4 separate regions of the Sus scrofa genome follow, and regions 2, 3 and 4 are each linked to region 1. Evidence: chromatin contacts called from public HiChIP or PLAC-seq data. All regions are on one chromosome and are shown on one strand. Each heading gives the region's core, a stretch centred on a gene start, on an enhancer-like site or on the middle of the called end of the contact. The rest is flanking DNA. Distances are from core to core; before and after follow the strand shown.

Region 1 (4,321 bases), core at 1,326-3,825:
TTTCTATGGATGTAGCTCTGAAAGAGAGTCGATCTGTGCTTTCCTGGAGCTTCTATTTCAGTCTAATGCAGTCACACCGGAAACAGGTTTTAGGGAGTTTTTCATGGTTAAAAAAATTCAGTTGACTGATTATCAACTGGGTAATCTTTGCCAAGGTGCTCTCCGGGTAGAATGATCTTCGAATGAGGGAGCGTTTCAAACTCTTCGTTTTGTTTATTCATCTAGCAAACGGCTTGGTGGAGCAGGGGTAGAGGTTTAAATTGGAAGCAGACTTAAACTCTTAGAGTCCCGATGGAGAAAAGCAGATCTCTGCTGTAAGACAGAAAGTGATGAGTGCCCTGAGAGACGGAGGTAAAGAATGTTCTAAGTTCCTGGCTGACAGACCACTCCCACGACAGGGAGGAGGAGGAGGGAGAGAGAATGGAAGAATCAGTGGAATTTGACCTGTACCTGCAAGGATGAAGTTAATATTCTGCCTCAGCACAGTCATCCTGCCCAGCAGGATTTTTGCTTAAAAATTTGTCTTTTCAGCTAGAGAAATTGCAAATACGATCGAATTGTCCTTTTCATTCTTTGACTATTGTATGATATACAATAATTAAACAGCTAAGCAGGACTCTGGGTTTTTTTCCTGCATCTTTTTTTAAGCATTTTTTGTTTGTTTGTTTTAGGGTTGCACCTGCAGCATGTGGAGGTTCCCAGGTTAGGTGTCGATTTGGAGCTGTAGCCACTGGCCTACGCCACAACCAGGGCAGCGCAGGATCCTTAACGCACTGAGTGAGGCCAGATATCGAACCTGCGTCTTCATGGACACTAGTGTACACACACACACACACACGTTCATATAGACACTCAGACACTCACTCTGCTCCCTTGCCCCTCTTGTTTTCTTCTTATTTACACAACCAGGGTGGCATCTGATTTGAAAAATAATGTGTTAACGGGGTGGCTCTTAATATTGTCCTGTAGAGCCTCAAGCTAAATTTTCATTCCCCAGAATTAAGTAGGGGAGTTCTTGAAATGCAGTGATATGAAATTAAGGAAAACCAGAATAATTCCTCCGTGGACTCGTTTCTTGAAACTTTGATCAGGCTGGTCACTGCATTTATTATTTAAATATGACTTGAAAGAAAAAAAAAAACTATAGGTAATATAATCAGAGCCACCATAAATGGTCCCAGTTAAAATTATTTTGTCATAATAAACTTGCTCTGTAGATTTATTATCAGTCTAAATAGTTTGTTTTCAATTCATATATAAACACTGTAAACCAGCTATAATGGAAAAAATAAAAATCATTAAAAAGTTCTTATATATACTATGATAACTAATCCATTTAGAAAGCTAGTAGTATTATAGTCAGGTTTCCAATAATTGTATGTACATTTGAAGTGTCCCCTTTTTTGGGGGGTCTTTTTTTTTTAGGGCCTCACCCGTGGCATATGAAAGTTCCCAAGCTAGGGGTTGAATCGGAGCTGCAGCTGCAGGCCTACACCACAGCCACAGCCACGCCGGATCCAAGCCGCATCTGGGACTACATACAGCTCACAGCAGTGCCGGATCCTTAACCCACTGAGCCAGGGATTGAGGATACTAGTCGGGCTCTTTAACTGCTGAGCCACAGCGGGAACTCCTGAAGTGTTTGTTTTAAAAACAACAGCTCCCATGTGTTTTCGTGCTTTTTAATCGCTTCCGTGGATAAAGCAAATAGTCAAGCATGCATTTTGTATTTTTTTTTTTTTTTTTTTTTTTGTCTTTTTGCTATTTCTTGGGCCGCTCCCGCGGCATATGGAGGTTCCCAGGCTAGGCGTCCAATCAGAGCTGTAGCCACTGGCCTAGGCCAGAGCCACAGCAACTCAGGATCCGAGCTGCATCTGCAATCTACACCACAGCTCACGGCAATGCCGGATCCTTGACCCACTGAGCAAGGGCAGGGACCGAACCCGCAACCTCATGGTTCCTAGTCGGATTTGTTAACCACTGCACCACGACGGGAACTCCGCATTTTGTATTTTTTAAGATGTACAGGAATTTAAAAGGGAAAGCAATGCCAGGAAATTGAAATGCAGACATCACTGCATTATCTCGTTATCTCATAGAGGGCTCTAACAAGGCGTCGGTATTTGAATAGTGTGCTGTTAACCAAAAGCTCACAGTTAATTTAACTTCCTGATAGTTTCGTATTCAGAATGAAATCTGCCAATAAAAACATATTGAAAATATTAGACAGGCAGTATTAGATAAGATTGCCCCCAGAAAAGAAAAAGGCAAAGGAAAATAAAACCTCCAAAGAAAACATTGGATTTGTTTAAACGGTGTTGGGCTCCCCTTGCTGGTCAGTGTGTGTATTACTCAACTCGGTCCACACTCCTGGGCTTGGTCCGTTTGGTTGACGTCTCTTCTTTGGGGATGTGGATTATTTCTCCATTTTCCATTTTAATATATAATCTCTTTTGGTCGCTGTTTAAATGCATAGATTTGGGGGGGGTAGGGCTTCATGTGGTGCAAAGGCAAATTTCCTGCATTTCCAGTGTCTCCCCTGCTTCTTAGGTTGTCAGACTCTTCCTCATTTCCCTCTGCTCGGTGAGCTTCTCATCTCTCCCTGCCAGTCACCCTACTCTACTTCCTTTGCTTGCCCTGCCTTTAATTTTTAAAACAGCCGGTCTCATTTCCTGCGGGGTTTGGTATTTGTGGGCCTTGGTGACTAGCCTTTGGCTCTTTCTGCCTGTGACTTCCTTGGGTGCCTTGAGGCAGAACCTGTCTGAGGTCCAGAAGGTACAGTGTACCACACAGATCAGTGTAGATCACCCCCTTTCCTTTACCCTGTAAGTCAAGAGTTTCTTAAGATGTGTCAGCTTTCGGGTTCTCGCTAGTGCACCAGAGTGCTGATTCACATATCCCAGAACTGAGTTACAAAGAAAATACTGAGACGGGCGTGTAATGCAAGACATTTATTCAGGTGTTTTGGTTCAAAGATACAAGTTGAGATGAAAATGACGCCGTTGGGAGAGTTCCCTGGTGGTCTAGTAGTTAGGACTCTGCATTTTCAGTGCGGCGGCCTGGGTTCAATCCCTGGTGGGAGACCTGAGATCTCACATCAACACAGTGCAATGTGGCCAAAACCTAACCAAAGCGAGATAAACAAATGAGTAAAATGATACAGTTGGGTGAATGTGGGATAATTGATTATATGGTGGATAGGTTTGTAAGCCTTATTTAAAAACAGCTAATAAATTGGAATAGCTTTTAGAGTGGCTCGTAGGAAGTCTTTGTCTGAATAGGATAAAAATTGTATGATCTTCTTACCCTACATTGTTGAAGATACAGCGATCGAAATTTCTAGAATTGCAGTACGTCAGTGCAAGCCTTCTGCATGGCATTGCTTTTTAAAATTAGAGTGCTCTGCCCAAAATATTCTGAAGCCCTTACCCCCCTCCCCCCACAAGCTGAAAATCTATGGGATACGGGGAACCAACCACAACTCCTAACTGCTCTGCCCCCTCCGCCCCCCCCCCACCACCCCCACCTGGCAGAGGGTGGGCACAGAACGTTGACAGTCTTAAGATAAACATCTCAAGGAAGAAAAAGATTCAAGTTTAAATCTGCCTTGGGCTCTGTATTCTAACGACATGGCTATAACCACTCTGCCACACATAGAAGATTTTGTACCTTCTTTATTAATTAGTCTTTAAAAGTTGTCATCCTTCAGCGTTGAGACCATTTATTTTCTCTGCAGTCAGAGGCTTAACTCCTTCCAAAGGGAGCGTCACTGTGAGTTGCTGTTCCTGGAGGTTGTAATTTTAAGGACCTGAAGCCAAAGAGGCTCTCTTAAAGCATCCTCTCATCCTGCCAGTTTTCTAAAAGGGGTTTGGGGTCATCCCTGAAGAGCTGACGTTTAGGATAAGGGTGTCAGTGACATGATAGAAGGCAGATTTTGTCCTCCTGCTACCGCAGCACATGGAAGTTCCCGGGGCCAGGGATCAAATCTCAGCTTGTTTTTATCATGTAAAGCAATCCTGACTTCTTACTCGAAATGAGTTATCTGAATTTAATGAAAGGCTTGTGGAACCTCACCTATAGATGGAAACTTGTATAGACAAAAACTTGGGCAGAAACCAGTGGGAAAAGGAGAGAAGGGGTCGGGAAGGGTGTCAGCAAGGACCCAGCCCTCTCCTTCCTGGATTCAGCGGATTGTCCCCCGAAGGTACAGCTTTTCAGACACACAATCCAGAATAAGTGAAAACATAACCTTTAGCACATTCGAAACAAGCGTTTTCACATGAAGTCAGAATTTCTGGTTTCTGTGAGTGGTAAATGAATT
Region 2 (4,318 bases), core at 1,617-4,116, 150 kb before region 1:
CAGGTTCCATCCTTGGCCTTGCTCCGTAGGTTAAGGATCCGGTGTTGCCGTGAGCTGTGGTATAGGTTGCAGACACGGCTAGGATCCCTCGTTGCTGTGGCTGTGGTGTAGGCCAGCGGCTCCAGCTCCGATTCGACCCCTAGCCTGTGAACCTCCATATGCCGTGGAAGTGGCCCAAGAAATGGCAAAAAGACAAAAAAAAAAAAAAAAAAAAATTTGAAAAGCAGCATTCAAGACGCCAACGTTCACTGTGTTTTGGAATCCATTGGCAAGCAGAGTTTCTGCCTGGCCTGGGATTCGTAGCTTTTGTTGCTAATATAAGAGAGATACTCTCACTCCTTTCTTCCCTGCCATGCTTCAAAGCCCCCTCTGCCACCCTGGGGCCTCTGATGGTCCCTGGGGCCTCTGATGGTCCCTGTGTCCCCTGTTTTCTTCTTAGGCTTTTAATTTTTTTTTTAATTTTGTTTCTAATTTTTTTAATTTTTATTTTTAGGGCCACACCTTTGGCATATGGGTGTTCCTGGGATAGGGGTCGAATCAGAGCTGCAGCTGCACCAACACTGGATCCTTAACCCACTGAGCGAGGCCAGGGATAGAACCTGTGTCCTCATGGATACTAGTCAGATTTGTTTCTGCTGAGCCATGGCAGGAACTGCTTTGTCAGGTTCTTAACCCACTGAGCCACAGTGGGAACTCCTCAGTAGGCTTTTTGCTATGCCCCCATATGCTTTTGTTCTTTAAGATTTTGTCCATTTAATTTCTTCTTAAGGGCTCTTGAACTTGAGCTTTTTATTTCTTAATTTTAACATGGCATTTCAGTCTGGTGACAATTTTGTTTTATTTATTTTATTTTTTATTTTTTTTGTCTTTTTGCCATTTCTTGGGCCGCTCCCGCGGCATATGGAGGTTCCCAGGCTAGAGGTCGAATCGGAGCTGTAGCCACCGGCCTATGCCAGAGCCACAGCAACGTGGGATCCGAGCCATATCTGCAACCTACACCACAGCTCACGGCAATGCTGGATCGTTAACCCACTGAGCAAGGGCAGGGACCGAACCCGCAACCTCATGGTTCCTAGTCAGATTCGTTAACCACTGCGCCACGACGGGAACTCCAGCTGACAATTTTAGAGACAAAACGCACATGGTACCTATTTAATAATGTTTTACAAAGCACCAGTTGTCATTAAAAAAAAGGGATCTTCCTGAGATGAGGCTGTCTGTAAAATATGGAAGGAATTTGTGGGTCATTTGGGAACTGATGGAGAAGTATATTTCAGCTTGCTCTAAAAGGTCCTTCCTCAAACTGCTTCCATACAACTCCGCAATTAAAGCGCAGAGAATTCTCAGTTTGCTTCACGAGTGACATGGAAAGAGAAATTTATAGGGTAATAGTGACATTGAGAAGAAGTAGTTCTTTAAGAGAACTGCGTTTTTCATAGGTACCTGGAAACGTTTCCAGCTTTTATAATGAACAGATGTCTTTTTCTCTCATGATTAGTAAGGTTTTGGAAATGAGTAGGAACAACTTGGTGGAGTTCCTGATGTATATTTCAAAACATTTGGGATCTCCTTGTTAAGTATGATGTCTTAAGAGCTGCTGGCACTTGTATTTTTGCTACTCGTAAGAAAACATTTAGTATTTCTGTACCTTGCAGCCGTTTTGTAGACATGAATGTGACCTGAAATTCGTGTGTCTGCGTATACTTTACCTTCATGTGTCTTGTTTATTTCAGTAATTTTCACTCTTTAGGTTACAGCTCTCTGTCTCTTTTTCATTGTAACTGGATTTACTACGGATAAGAATAAACATTGTCATTTATGCCCTTCCAAGAATGATAAATGTAATTGCAGTACTAAAAAAAGCCTTTCCAGCTGAAGGAACAAACCGTGAAGACTGTGGTTTAAGTCTTTGTAAATGTATTTTTCCGCCTTTTCAATCTAAACCATACATTCGCGTTTGGTTGTGCTTCGCAGGTGTCCATTTTAAGAATTTTCTTGACTTTGTGGGCTCCCCGATCTCAGGCAGGACTCTTTCCAGTCCTGGGGGGAAAATTGCACTTTTTTTTTTTTTTTTTTCTTCTCGACCATGCTCGAGGCATATGAAAGTTCCCAAACCAGGAATCGTATCTGAGCTGCAGCTGCCACCTAGGCCATAGCTGTGGCCACACGGAATCCTTATCCACTAAGCCACAGCAGGAATTCCTGCACTTTCAAGTTTATTTTCACTTTTCATTTTGAGGTTTGAAACCTTCAAAGCACGATGCATTCTTCTCACCAGGATAACATGTATTGCCAATCTAACATCTAGAAATAGCTTGACTTGGAGGAGATACAAAGTCAATGGTCATAAAAAATAAAGAGAGGGGAAGAGAGAATGACAGGCGGGGAGAAAGATCGGTGGGTGTGGCCACAGAAACGGCACTTTTTGCCAACTCCACATGGTAATTGTTGCCCTTGAAGATCTTCGGAAAGGTCACACATGGGGTCCAAGGCTGCTGACACATGTGCTTGGCGGTCCAGGACAGCCCCGGCAGAGGCGGAAGAGAACTTCCTTCATTTGTTATTTCATTTGGCCAACTTTGATGGACTCCCTCCCTAGGCTAAGGAAGTCTGTGACAGTTGTGCAATAAGTCTTGGGGGCGGGGCTGGGGTCTTGTCACCCTTTGCTGTCTAGAGCAGCTTTTCCTACCCTTGACTCTCCCCAAGCTGAAAGGACCATTAGACGCAGTGTATAGATGTGGCTTGTCTCCGCTTCCACAGAGGGACCATGACTCGCATTCGATCTCGGTTTCTTTATTAGGAAAATGAGAAGTTGGCCGTGAAATAACCGTAGTCGTGGCTTCTAGCTCAGACCCTAGTTATTGTGTGGTTTGCTGAGGATCAGACAGCTCATGACAGATACTGGACGAGGGTTATAGGTCTAGACCTTTCTCTAACCATCCGGATTGCTGGAGTTGTAAATGTTCTGACAACAGCATAGCCGATCTCGCTGAAGGTAAAGCTTCCTGTCTCCACTGGCCCCGATTCTAGGGAAGAGTGGACGCCTGGTCTGGAGCGCCATCTTGGTCCTTGGCTCCATTCATGGGCCACACTTTCTTTAGTCCCTGGAATGGCAATTCTTCGAAAGGAAACACTATCCTCAAATATGCCCTGAGCCATCAAAAGGGCCTCATAGGTCGCACTGCCTGTGATTGTAATGCTGATTAAGTGAAAACATGTTGAAGCTTGACAACTGATTTTTTTTGGCATTGATGAAATAAGGCAGGTTAGACAGCTTTTCAGGACACTTCTGATAACCTTGTTATAAGTGAAAGACTTTTTTTTTTGTCTTTTTTAGGGCCGCACCCTTGGCATATGGAGGTTCCCAGACTAGCCTACACCACAGCCGCAGCAATGTGGGATCCGAGCCCCATCTTCAACCTACACCACAGTTCATGGCAACGGTGGATCCTTAACCCACTGAGCGAGGCCAGGGATCGAACTTGCATCCTCATTGATACGACTCAGATCGATACTAGTTCGTTTTGGCTGAACCACGACAGGAACTCCGCAAAAGACATTTTAGAAGAAGAATCAGAAGAAAATAGGGTGCTGGAACATAATTATAGATTCCTGAGAGAAAGTGTTTGACTCAAGCTAAATTTTAGGTTGTCCCTGATTTATGAATGCGCTTCTTAGTAAATGCTTTCTTTGATTAGTTAGGAATTAGAGACAAATTTTAGAGGAGGACATTGTTATTATTGTTTTATAGCAGACTTTTGGTAAATTTCATTAAATGCCATTGGTTTTATTGGTGAACAGTTGAAACATATCTCCCGTATTGTGAACAAATCTGTGATAGTACAGACTTGAAATTAGAATCTTAGCGCAGGTCAGAGAGCTATGAAAGAAGGTAAAAATACGTAAATCACTTCCATTATTATGCACGATGCATGAAATTAATAATTTCTCTTTGTATCTCGGTTGCTGAAATTAGTCTTAGCATTTCTATTTAATTTTTGGTATGACTAAGTTAATAAATGGTGGGGCTATGATTATGAGTGCTCTGGGGATATTTAGATATAATTTGATATGAGGAAATTAAAGGAATGTGCAAACTTGAGGCTGTATTGCTCCCTCATGGGTAAATCCAGTCATGTATCTCAGACAGAATTATAAATGCTGAGCTCTTTGATTTTTCCTGACTGGCTGATCTTGGAGTAATTTACAATTTACAACATGCTGTTCATGAAAGCCTGAAAACCAGAACCATACAGTTTTGCTATGGTGAAGTGGTTTTTATTTACATAGCAAACCCGGGACAGATTAGAGCAGATAA
Region 3 (4,306 bases), core at 1,661-4,160, 240 kb before region 1:
TCATCTTTAAAATGGTGTTGAAATTCAGACGTAGAGTGGACCTATTCTGAGTATGTAACCGTGACTTCCACCTGAACTTGGACCCTTCCCTTATAACCAAAAGCCTCTGAAAACAGCCTAAATTCACTCTCCCCTCCTTCTGTTGCGTTCTGGCCTGAGCACCCACAGCTGTAACCCTGATGCTTTCTGAGGATTATCAGAACGCGCTGGTTGTCAGAGTTCATGGACAGCATCTACCAGGATGGCTGAAGTTCAAAAGCCTGCCGCGCCAAGCGCTGGCGAGCATGTGGCAGAACGGGATTCGTACACACTGCTGGCAGGAAGGTAAACTGGGAGAACCACTGTGAAAACTGGTTTAGCTGTTTCTTAAAAAGTTAAATATACACATACCCACATGAGCCAGCCTAGGCAGTCATCCAGGAGAAAAGAAAACCCAAAAAGACAAAAAAAAAAAAAAAAAAAAAAATGCAGGTTCCATCCCTGGCCTTGCTCAGCGGGTTAAGGATTGGCATTGCCATGAGCTGGGTGGGGTGTAGGTCACAGACGCAGCTCAGATCCCATGTTGCTGTGGCTCTGGTGTAGGCCGGTGGCCATGGCACCGATTAGACCCCTCGCCTGGGAATCTCCATATGCCGCGGGAGAGGCCCTAGAAAAGGCAAAAAGACAAAAAAAAAAAAAGAAAAGAAAACCTATGTTTGACATAACACTGTAAGCCAACTATAATGGAAAAAATTTAAAAATGATTAAAAAATAAAAAAATAGGCAGTGGGATGGACTGGGAATTTGGGGTTCATAGATGCAAACTATTGCCTTTGGAATGGATAAGCAGTGAGATCATGCTGTATAGCACTGGGAACTATGTCTGGTCACTTGTGATGGAGCAGGAGAATGTGAGAAAAAAGAATGTATACATGTGCGTGTGACTGGATCACCTCGCTGTGCCGTAGAAAACTGACAGAACACTGTAAACCAGCTATCATGGAAAAAATTAAAATCACTATAAAAAATAAAATAAAATAAATAAAAAGTAAAAAATCCTGAACACAAAAAAAGGAAAACCCATGTTCATACAAAGATACGAACATGAATATTCAAAAGAGCTTTAATTGTATAAACTAAAAACTAGAAACAACCCAAATGTCTACCAACAGAAGAGATAAAGAGAGATCTACAACCACGGTATATCCACAACGGAAAACGACTCAGCAAAAAAGCGAAAGGGGCAGGGGGTGGAGTGGGGAGACAGAGAGAGAAGCAAACAAAGACAAAGCTATCTGATACACGCTCCAACATGAATGAGTCAATCGCAATTAATTAGGCCAGTTCTCAAAATAAGGAACCCAGGTTTGAAAAAAAAAAAAAAAAAGAGTACACACTGTATGATTTCATGTATATAAAATTCTAGAAAATGCAAACTAATTTATGGTGACTGATCTGTAATTGCCTGGGAAGGACAGATGAGGGGGTGAGGAGACGGGTTACAAAGAAGCAGCGGGAAATTTCAGGGCGATGGGCGTGCTTCTTAGCTTGATGGTGGTGATGCTTTCAAGAGGTGTACATGTGTGAAAACTTATCAAACTATGCGCTTTAAGTATGTGAGGCTTAGGGAACACCAATTATCCTTCAATAAAGTTGTTTTTAAAAGCTCCATGCAGGAGTTCCTGTCTTGGGTCAGCGGGTTATGAACCTGACTAGTGTCCAGAAGGATGAGGGTTTGATCCCTGACCCTGCTCAGTGGGGTTAAGGATCCGGTGTTGTGTAGGTTGGCAGTTGCAACTCCAATTTGACTCCTAGCCTGGAAACTTCTATATGCCACAGGGACAGCCTTTAAAAAGCAAAACTAAATAAACAAATAAATAAAAGCTCTGTGCACATTTCAATCCTGTATTTACTGACTCTGCTAGAGTATTTGAGAAATCTGACAATGTCTTTTTTATTTGTTTTTGTTTTTGTTTTTTTGTTTTTTGTTTTTTTGGGTTTTTTTTAGCCTCATCATGACATGTGGAAGTTCCCAGGCCAGATAGGGAACTTGAGCCACATTGGTGACAACACTGGATCCTTAACCCACTGATCCACCAGAGAACTCCCAATTTCCTCCTTTCTGCTGTGTCTCTCTTCCCAGGCTCTCCTAATTTCTTCCTGCCACACTACACGTACTGGAAAGGCCATAGCAGTAGCTGTACAGATGAGATCAGAGTCTGGCCTGTTGACTTTAAACATACAGACCTATTTTCCTACTGTCATCAGGAGCAGTCGCAATAATCACAGAAATGCAGAGAGACTTCTCATCAACCTGCAAATCCAGATGTCTCAACAGAGGAGTTCCCGTTGTGGCTCAGTGGTTAACGAACCCAACTAATATCCACAAGGACATGGGCTCGATCCCTGGGCTCACTCAGGGGTTAAGGATCTGGTGGTGCTGAGAGCTGTGGTGCAGACATGGCTCGGATCCCGAGTTGCTGTGGCTGTGGTGTAGGTCAGCAGCTATAGCTCTGATTCAGCCCCTAGCCTGGAACTTCCATATGTCACAGGTGCAGTCCGAAAAAAAAAAAAAAGACCAGTGTCTCGATAATTACTTTTGTATTTCCTGGCTGCTATGATACCAGAAAGGGGGATAGATTAGTGTATTGGGGGGATATTTAATCATTTTTATCATGTGTAAGTGACTGCTTTTATAAAATAGGGAAGTAAGGAAAGACGAAAGTTTCAAGAACCAGCTCCCAATTAACCCAACAGCCCTTCCTGTGCCCCTTAAAGCTGCAGAGGTAAGGAGTTGAGGCCCAGGTGCCTGGGTAGTCATTTGGCTTTGCACCCATCACTGCAACAAACTGGTGCAAAGGGTGGGACCTGGCTGGGCCTCATTCTCCTTAGATGCTGTGTAGACACATATCTCTGGCTTGACCCCAAGCCCTATCCTCACCCGTTTAGGAAAGAAGAGCAACTTTCTCAGTCCTCATCTGTCCTGCAGCTGCTCCCATCAAGGGCTTAAAGAAATGGCAAGTGGCCAGGCTTTCAAAGGCCGCCTTGCTTACCAGACAATTGAGTAACTTTTACGAGATCTGCTGCCAACTTCTCAGTTTGCCCGATAGTGACCCAAATATGTTATGACATATGCTTATTTAATAAGTCACTCCATGTGGTTTGAATTTAAAAGAAATATACCAGACTGTGGATGTGCAGTTTTACCAGGACGCTGTAGTGCAACACCAGCCCAAGTTTCTGTCTAAACACCCAAATCACAGTTGTTAATCCCTGGAGGGGTCACATGCCTAGGAAATGACAGGCGCCTGTTTTGAGATTCTCCTTTTTTACTAAACTCAAGGTTGTCATGGGTAACAGTCAAATTTGCTGACTACTCCACTTAAATTTTTTTTTTTTTTTTTTTTTTTTTTTTTTTTTTGCTGCACCCACAGCATGGGGAAGTTGCTAGGCCACTGATCGACCCTGTACCACAGCTGTAACCAGAGCCACAGGAGTGACAATACTGGATCCTTAACCCTCTGAGCTACTAGGAAACACCCACACTTAATTTTTTTTTTTTTTTTAGGAAACTTTCTGCCAAGTTTCACTTTCAAATTGTGTCTTAATGGTAGATGTTCTTAAGCCCCTTAGTTCAAAGATCTCCTATGAATCTATTTGCTGACTTCTTCCAAATAAGGATCTAATCCCTTGCTCAGAGAGAGAGACATTCTGTACACTTATAGGTAAGAAAGTAAACGCTGTCTGATGGAACCATTGTCTAAGGACCAGGCAAATCCCACTCGACTAGGGGAATGTAGGTATGAAGAGAAAGGAGAAATACCACTGCATCCAACAGTGAAAAGGAGAATCCAGGAGCTCAGTGAGATGTGATTGCTATTAGCTCTTTGGGGATACAGAAGCCAGAGGGCCAGAAGGCACTGTCAGTTCTCTGATCTATCAAGGGGCATTTGCATCATAAATCGGTATTAAAGGAGACAGAGGTCAGAGGGACAGAACCATTTAGGAGGAAATAACAGTGATCGAAGCCAAGCAACGCCCCAAGACCCAGCTTCCCTTTGGGGGAGTCTGTTTAAAGAACAGCTTCCTCTGAGAAGTAAATAGGCAGGGCTTCCTTTTTCTGTATTAATAAGAGTCTTCGCCAGCTCTTTAAAGAGTTTCCTACCTTGAGCCTCCGAACCTCAGAACTGTGACATGTGGAAAGCACAGAAGGGCTTACTCTTATGTGGAGCAATAGCCCTGAAACTAGTTTTTAACTGCGAAATCAAAAGAGAGAGACACACACACATAAAAAGAGGAACGAGCAGGTTCTGTGGCTATATATAGC
Region 4 (4,087 bases), core at 321-2,820, 230 kb before region 1:
GCTACTAGAGTAACTTAGGGTGAAAGTTGACCAATTGAGAAGAACTGTTCACTGGAGTTCCCATAGTGGCGCAGTGGTTAACAAATCCAACTAGGAACCATGAGGTTGCAGGTTCCATCCCCGGCCTCGCTCAGTGGGTTAAGGATCTGGTGTTGCTGTGAGCTGTGATGTAGGTCACAGACGTGGCTCGGATCCCGCGTGGCTGTGACGTAGGCCAGCAAGTACAGCTTCGATTAGACCCCTAGCCTGGGAACCCCCATATGCCATGCGAGCAGCCCTAGAAAAGGCAAAGACAAAAAAAAAATATATATATATATATATATATATATGTAAAACTGTTCAGGTTAGCCTTTTTATTCCTGAAGTTCACTTATAAAATGTCAGCCTTACTTCATGCTGCACGAAATCTTTGAAGGAAAGCAAAAAGGCTGATGATCAAGTTGTTTTTTTTTTCTTTTCTTTGTCAAGAAGAAGAGGAAAATGAATATTGCTATCATTTGAGAGGAAAGTGGCAAAACCACAAGCCATTTGCCTGGCTTGTGACACTTTATTTCTCAGCACGAAATGTCACATGGATCCTATATCCTGTTTAGCGCAAGGAACTGTTATTCATCCCGCACAGGGCAGCATTTGGAATTCATTTATCTGAGTCCCGTAGCCCCGTGCTCATAATACCTACGGTGGGAGGCTCTGGTTTCACCCTCCAGAGCAACAAGGAGACCTCTCAGATGGTATGCAGATCACATGCATCAGATTTTGTGCAAGAGTCAAGATTTGGTTCCGAGGGGACAAATAAGAATAAAGAACAAAATAAAACAGGACAACAAAACAAAGCTAAAAGAAAGAGGGGAATTAATGACAACAACAACGGAGAGCAACCCGTTAATCCAGGAGAAAAGTACATAACATCGTTTTCATTATTAGGATTCTCTTGGTTTTTACCCTCACTCGAGTCAGCCAATAGGGTTCCCATTTAATTCCCAAGGGGCCCTTCTGGTGTCTAGGAAAAATGCCAACCAGGATGGTTCAGAAAAATCTATTTACTCCCCAAAGAAACACGGGAGACCACTTCTCTTCTTGCTCTGATGTTTATCCTCCTCTTATTTCCTATAGGGACTGACGTGAAAATCCAAAAACCAAAGGCTTACCTGTGACATCCAGGAACGGCGACCGATGGGAAGTGGGCCAGCCACAGCCTACTCATCCTGGCCAGGGCCGAGGAGCCTCCAGCGGGGGTGTGGAGGCAGGACACACTCTAGCAAAAGGAGAAGAAAGGTGAGGACCCAGCCCCGTTCCCAGGAGGACAACCAGTGCAGAGCGGACCTGATGCCACTCAAGCTTACACGTTGTCAGGAGGGCAGTGACCTTTATTTTATCCCCAAATGTAGAGGAACAAGCCACGTACTCCCCCACTGCAGTTCCAGATCAATCATATGTTTCCTGGTTGGTTCTTTTTTATTATTATTCATTTCCTAAACTTCAGACTCATATATCTAAATGCCCACACAGTGTCTAGCTCAGCCTCAGCAGTGCTGAAACGCATCCTCTTCTTCCCTAAATCAGCACTTCCTCTATCTCCTCTGTCTCACTTAGTGTGAAGGCACCACTTCAACCCAGCCATACAGGCTACAAACTGAGAAAGCATCTCATTTCCACCCTCTTCCTCAACCCCACTCCCTACCCCGGCCTCACGTCACCAGTTACTAAATTCTGGCTAATTTACCAACCACTTCTCAGTTCCTCCCGCCAGCCTTCTCTTTTTTCTGTATGACACTTAAAGAATGTTTGGGTTTTGAGTTCCAGCTATGGGCAATGGGTTAAGGATCTGACTGCAGCGGCTTGGGTCACAGTAGAGGTGCGGGTTAGATCCCCGCCTGGCAGCAGCGGGTTAAAGGATCCAGAATTGCCACATATGCAGTCTAGGCCACAGCTGTGACTCAGATTCAATCCCTGGCCCAGGAGGTGTGGCCATAAAATTAAAAAAAAAAAAAAATAGGCTGGTTTTGACTGAATGAAAAAGGATCTTCCCACCCGATTTTTTAGTGTTGGGCTGGAGAGAGAAAACAGAACAGGATTTCACGAAGCTGCCTGAGACGAAGGACTACTAAAGAGGGCTATAACCCAAATTTCCGCCGCTTTCATCAGCCCGTCACTGAACTACTTCTCAAAATTGATCCTCTGTCCTGTCTTTCCGACACCTTGTTAATGAGGAACTGTGGGGAAGGGGAGGCCAGGAGGGACAGGACCAGGGCCCATCTCGGGGGATTTTCCTGGACATCAGGCGGTCCCGCCTGCGGGTTTAGAAGAAACACCTCCATGGGTAAATCTCCAGAGGGCCGCGCTGTGACTGCCAAGCGGCAGGGGATGGAGGGGCACACGGGCACAGCCGGGGGCCTGGGACCCGCAGAGCTTCAATGTCACGTGTCACGTTCCATGTCGACGGCTGTACCTGAGCTCGGGCGCACCATCTGGGTCCACCAGAAGCCCCTCGCAGTTGCAGGGGACGTCGCTGGGGTACAGTGGAGACCAGGTGATGAACGTGGGGCAGGTCGCGAGGGCCGCGGCGGGGTCACTGGGCGTGGCCAGAGAGGGGGGTGGAGGGCGTCGTGCGCCTGCGCGACCTTCACCTCGCACTTGCCCAGGGCCTGAAGTTGAACTGCTACCCGCCATTCGGTGGAATGAGGAGCCAGTTCAGGATCTGCTGGTTCTTGGCGTTTTCCTGATGTCCAAACTGGTGGCAGGGAAAGCGGAGCAACACCAGGCCCCAGGGCCAAGGCGCCATTGACGTCCGTTCATCTAGGTGTCCTCAGAACCTTTGTGCCCCAGAGCAACGCTGCCTCCCCGGCCACCCGCCCCGCTGCAGCCCAGGTTCAAGGTTTCCCTGCCCCGCCAGCAGTATGCATGAAAGGCAGACACCCAGTGTGAGGCTGCCACCGCCAGGTGGGCTTCCGGGCGGCAGAGCAGCACACCCCGCCAGGGTGTTGGCAAGGGGAGAGCCCTGGAGTAGAAAAATCCCTCTGCACCAACGCACCTTTCTACCAAACAAAAACGTACTCACAGAGAGAACAGATTCGTGATTGCCAGGGGGAGGGGGAAGGGGGAAGAGAAGGCCTGGGAGTTTGGGGTTAGCAGAGGCAAACCAGTATGTATAAGGGCCTACTGTATGGCACAGGGAACTGTATTCAGTATCCTCTGACAAACCATAATGAAAAAGAATATGAAAACGAACATATATGTATAACTGAGTCACTTTGCTGTGTAGCTGAAATTAACACACGGTAAATCAACTGTTTTTCAATATATATTTTTTAAAGGCGCCCCTGTCCTGTCTTAATCCTTTTGAGCTAGGCTCTGCATGTGGAATATTATCTAAAATCTCAATAATCCTTGGGTTACAAGAGAACTTTTCAAAAACCGCAATTGCTTGGAAGCCCGTTGAAATGCAGATTCTTAGTTCATGAGGTTTGGGTGCAGCCTGAGTTTTAACTTTGCTAACAAATTCCAGGTGATGTGGAGGCCACTGGGTTGCAAGGGCTTAGATGGTCTAGAATTTTATTGCCCCGAACTCTAGCTCAGTCAATACTGAACCCTTAAAAGCATGTCAGGAACAGAGCATGACAGAAAAAGGTGGGAAATGGATATGGGCTGGTTAGTGGAAAATTTAAGCAGCTCATCAGACCTTACAATAAAAGCTTCACACTGGATTGAGAGTTCTCATCCTCTTTGTAGAAATGTGTGACTATTTTAAACACGTCATCCCTTAAGACAAAAGTGGAGAAAAGGCCATTCTTGACATGGTCTGTTGGACACCCTGACTGCTAAGGCAAGGTCAGGCCTAACAGGAAGCAAACAATAGGTGTGACCTCAGGCTAGTCCCCTTCCCTGTTTTGACTGTGGACACCACACGAAGAATCTGGCTCCAAGTCCTACTTTCCTGGACAAGTCAAGTCCTGTGTGTGTGTGTGTGTGTGTGTGTATTTTTAGGGCCACACCCATGGCATATGAAAATTTCCAGGTGAGGGGTCGAATTGGAGCTGCAGCTTTCAGCCTGCGCCACAGACATAGCACTGAGCGAAGCCAGGGTTCA

Evidence for each region. HiChIP or PLAC-seq counts read pairs in DNA pulled down with a chosen protein or histone mark.
Region 2: a contact with region 1 is called in an H3K27ac HiChIP or PLAC-seq map of alveolar macrophages. The contact joins two enhancer-like sites. A contact is called at or near these places in 2 of 2 datasets of contacts at active chromatin or transcription factors (alveolar macrophages and skeletal muscle).
Region 3: a contact with region 1 is called in an H3K27ac HiChIP or PLAC-seq map of alveolar macrophages, with 10 times the contacts expected there. The contact joins two enhancer-like sites. A contact is called at or near these places in 1 of 5 promoter capture datasets (liver), 22 of 47 Hi-C or Micro-C datasets (adipocytes, adipose tissue, alveolar macrophages and 13 more) and 2 of 2 datasets of contacts at active chromatin or transcription factors (alveolar macrophages and skeletal muscle).
Region 4: a contact with region 1 is called in an H3K27ac HiChIP or PLAC-seq map of alveolar macrophages. The contact joins two enhancer-like sites. A contact is called at or near these places in 1 of 5 promoter capture datasets (liver), 19 of 47 Hi-C or Micro-C datasets (adipocytes, adipose tissue, alveolar macrophages and 11 more) and 2 of 2 datasets of contacts at active chromatin or transcription factors (alveolar macrophages and skeletal muscle).

What each region holds. Positions count from the first base shown.
Region 1 is chr11:20,719,640-20,723,960 of Sscrofa11.1, reverse strand. All of the region lies in intron 16 of LRCH1 (leucine-rich repeat and calponin homology domain-containing protein 1), which reads left to right. Among named protein-coding and RNA genes, the nearest start is that of ESD, 69 kb to the right of the region's middle. Within about 2 kb of position 2,575, at least 7 of the 83 cell types and tissues checked have an H3K27ac peak or open chromatin away from gene starts, as enhancers often do. A contact at or near this core is called in adipose tissue and alveolar macrophages, where this site is marked.
Region 2 is chr11:20,869,684-20,874,001 of Sscrofa11.1, reverse strand. All of the region lies in intron 1 of LRCH1 (leucine-rich repeat and calponin homology domain-containing protein 1), which reads left to right. Among named protein-coding and RNA genes, the nearest start is that of LRCH1, 35 kb to the left of the region's middle. Within about 2 kb of position 2,866, at least 21 of the 83 cell types and tissues checked have an H3K27ac peak or open chromatin away from gene starts, as enhancers often do. A contact at or near this core is called in alveolar macrophages, where this site is marked.
Region 3 is chr11:20,964,970-20,969,275 of Sscrofa11.1, reverse strand. No RefSeq gene overlaps it. Among named protein-coding and RNA genes, the nearest start is that of RUBCNL, 28 kb to the left of the region's middle. Within about 2 kb of position 2,910, at least 32 of the 83 cell types and tissues checked have an H3K27ac peak or open chromatin away from gene starts, as enhancers often do. A contact at or near this core is called in adipose tissue and alveolar macrophages, where this site is marked.
Region 4 is chr11:20,946,349-20,950,435 of Sscrofa11.1, reverse strand. No RefSeq gene overlaps it. Among named protein-coding and RNA genes, the nearest start is that of LRCH1, 42 kb to the right of the region's middle. Within about 2 kb of position 1,570, at least 11 of the 83 cell types and tissues checked have an H3K27ac peak or open chromatin away from gene starts, as enhancers often do. A contact at or near this core is called in alveolar macrophages, where this site is marked.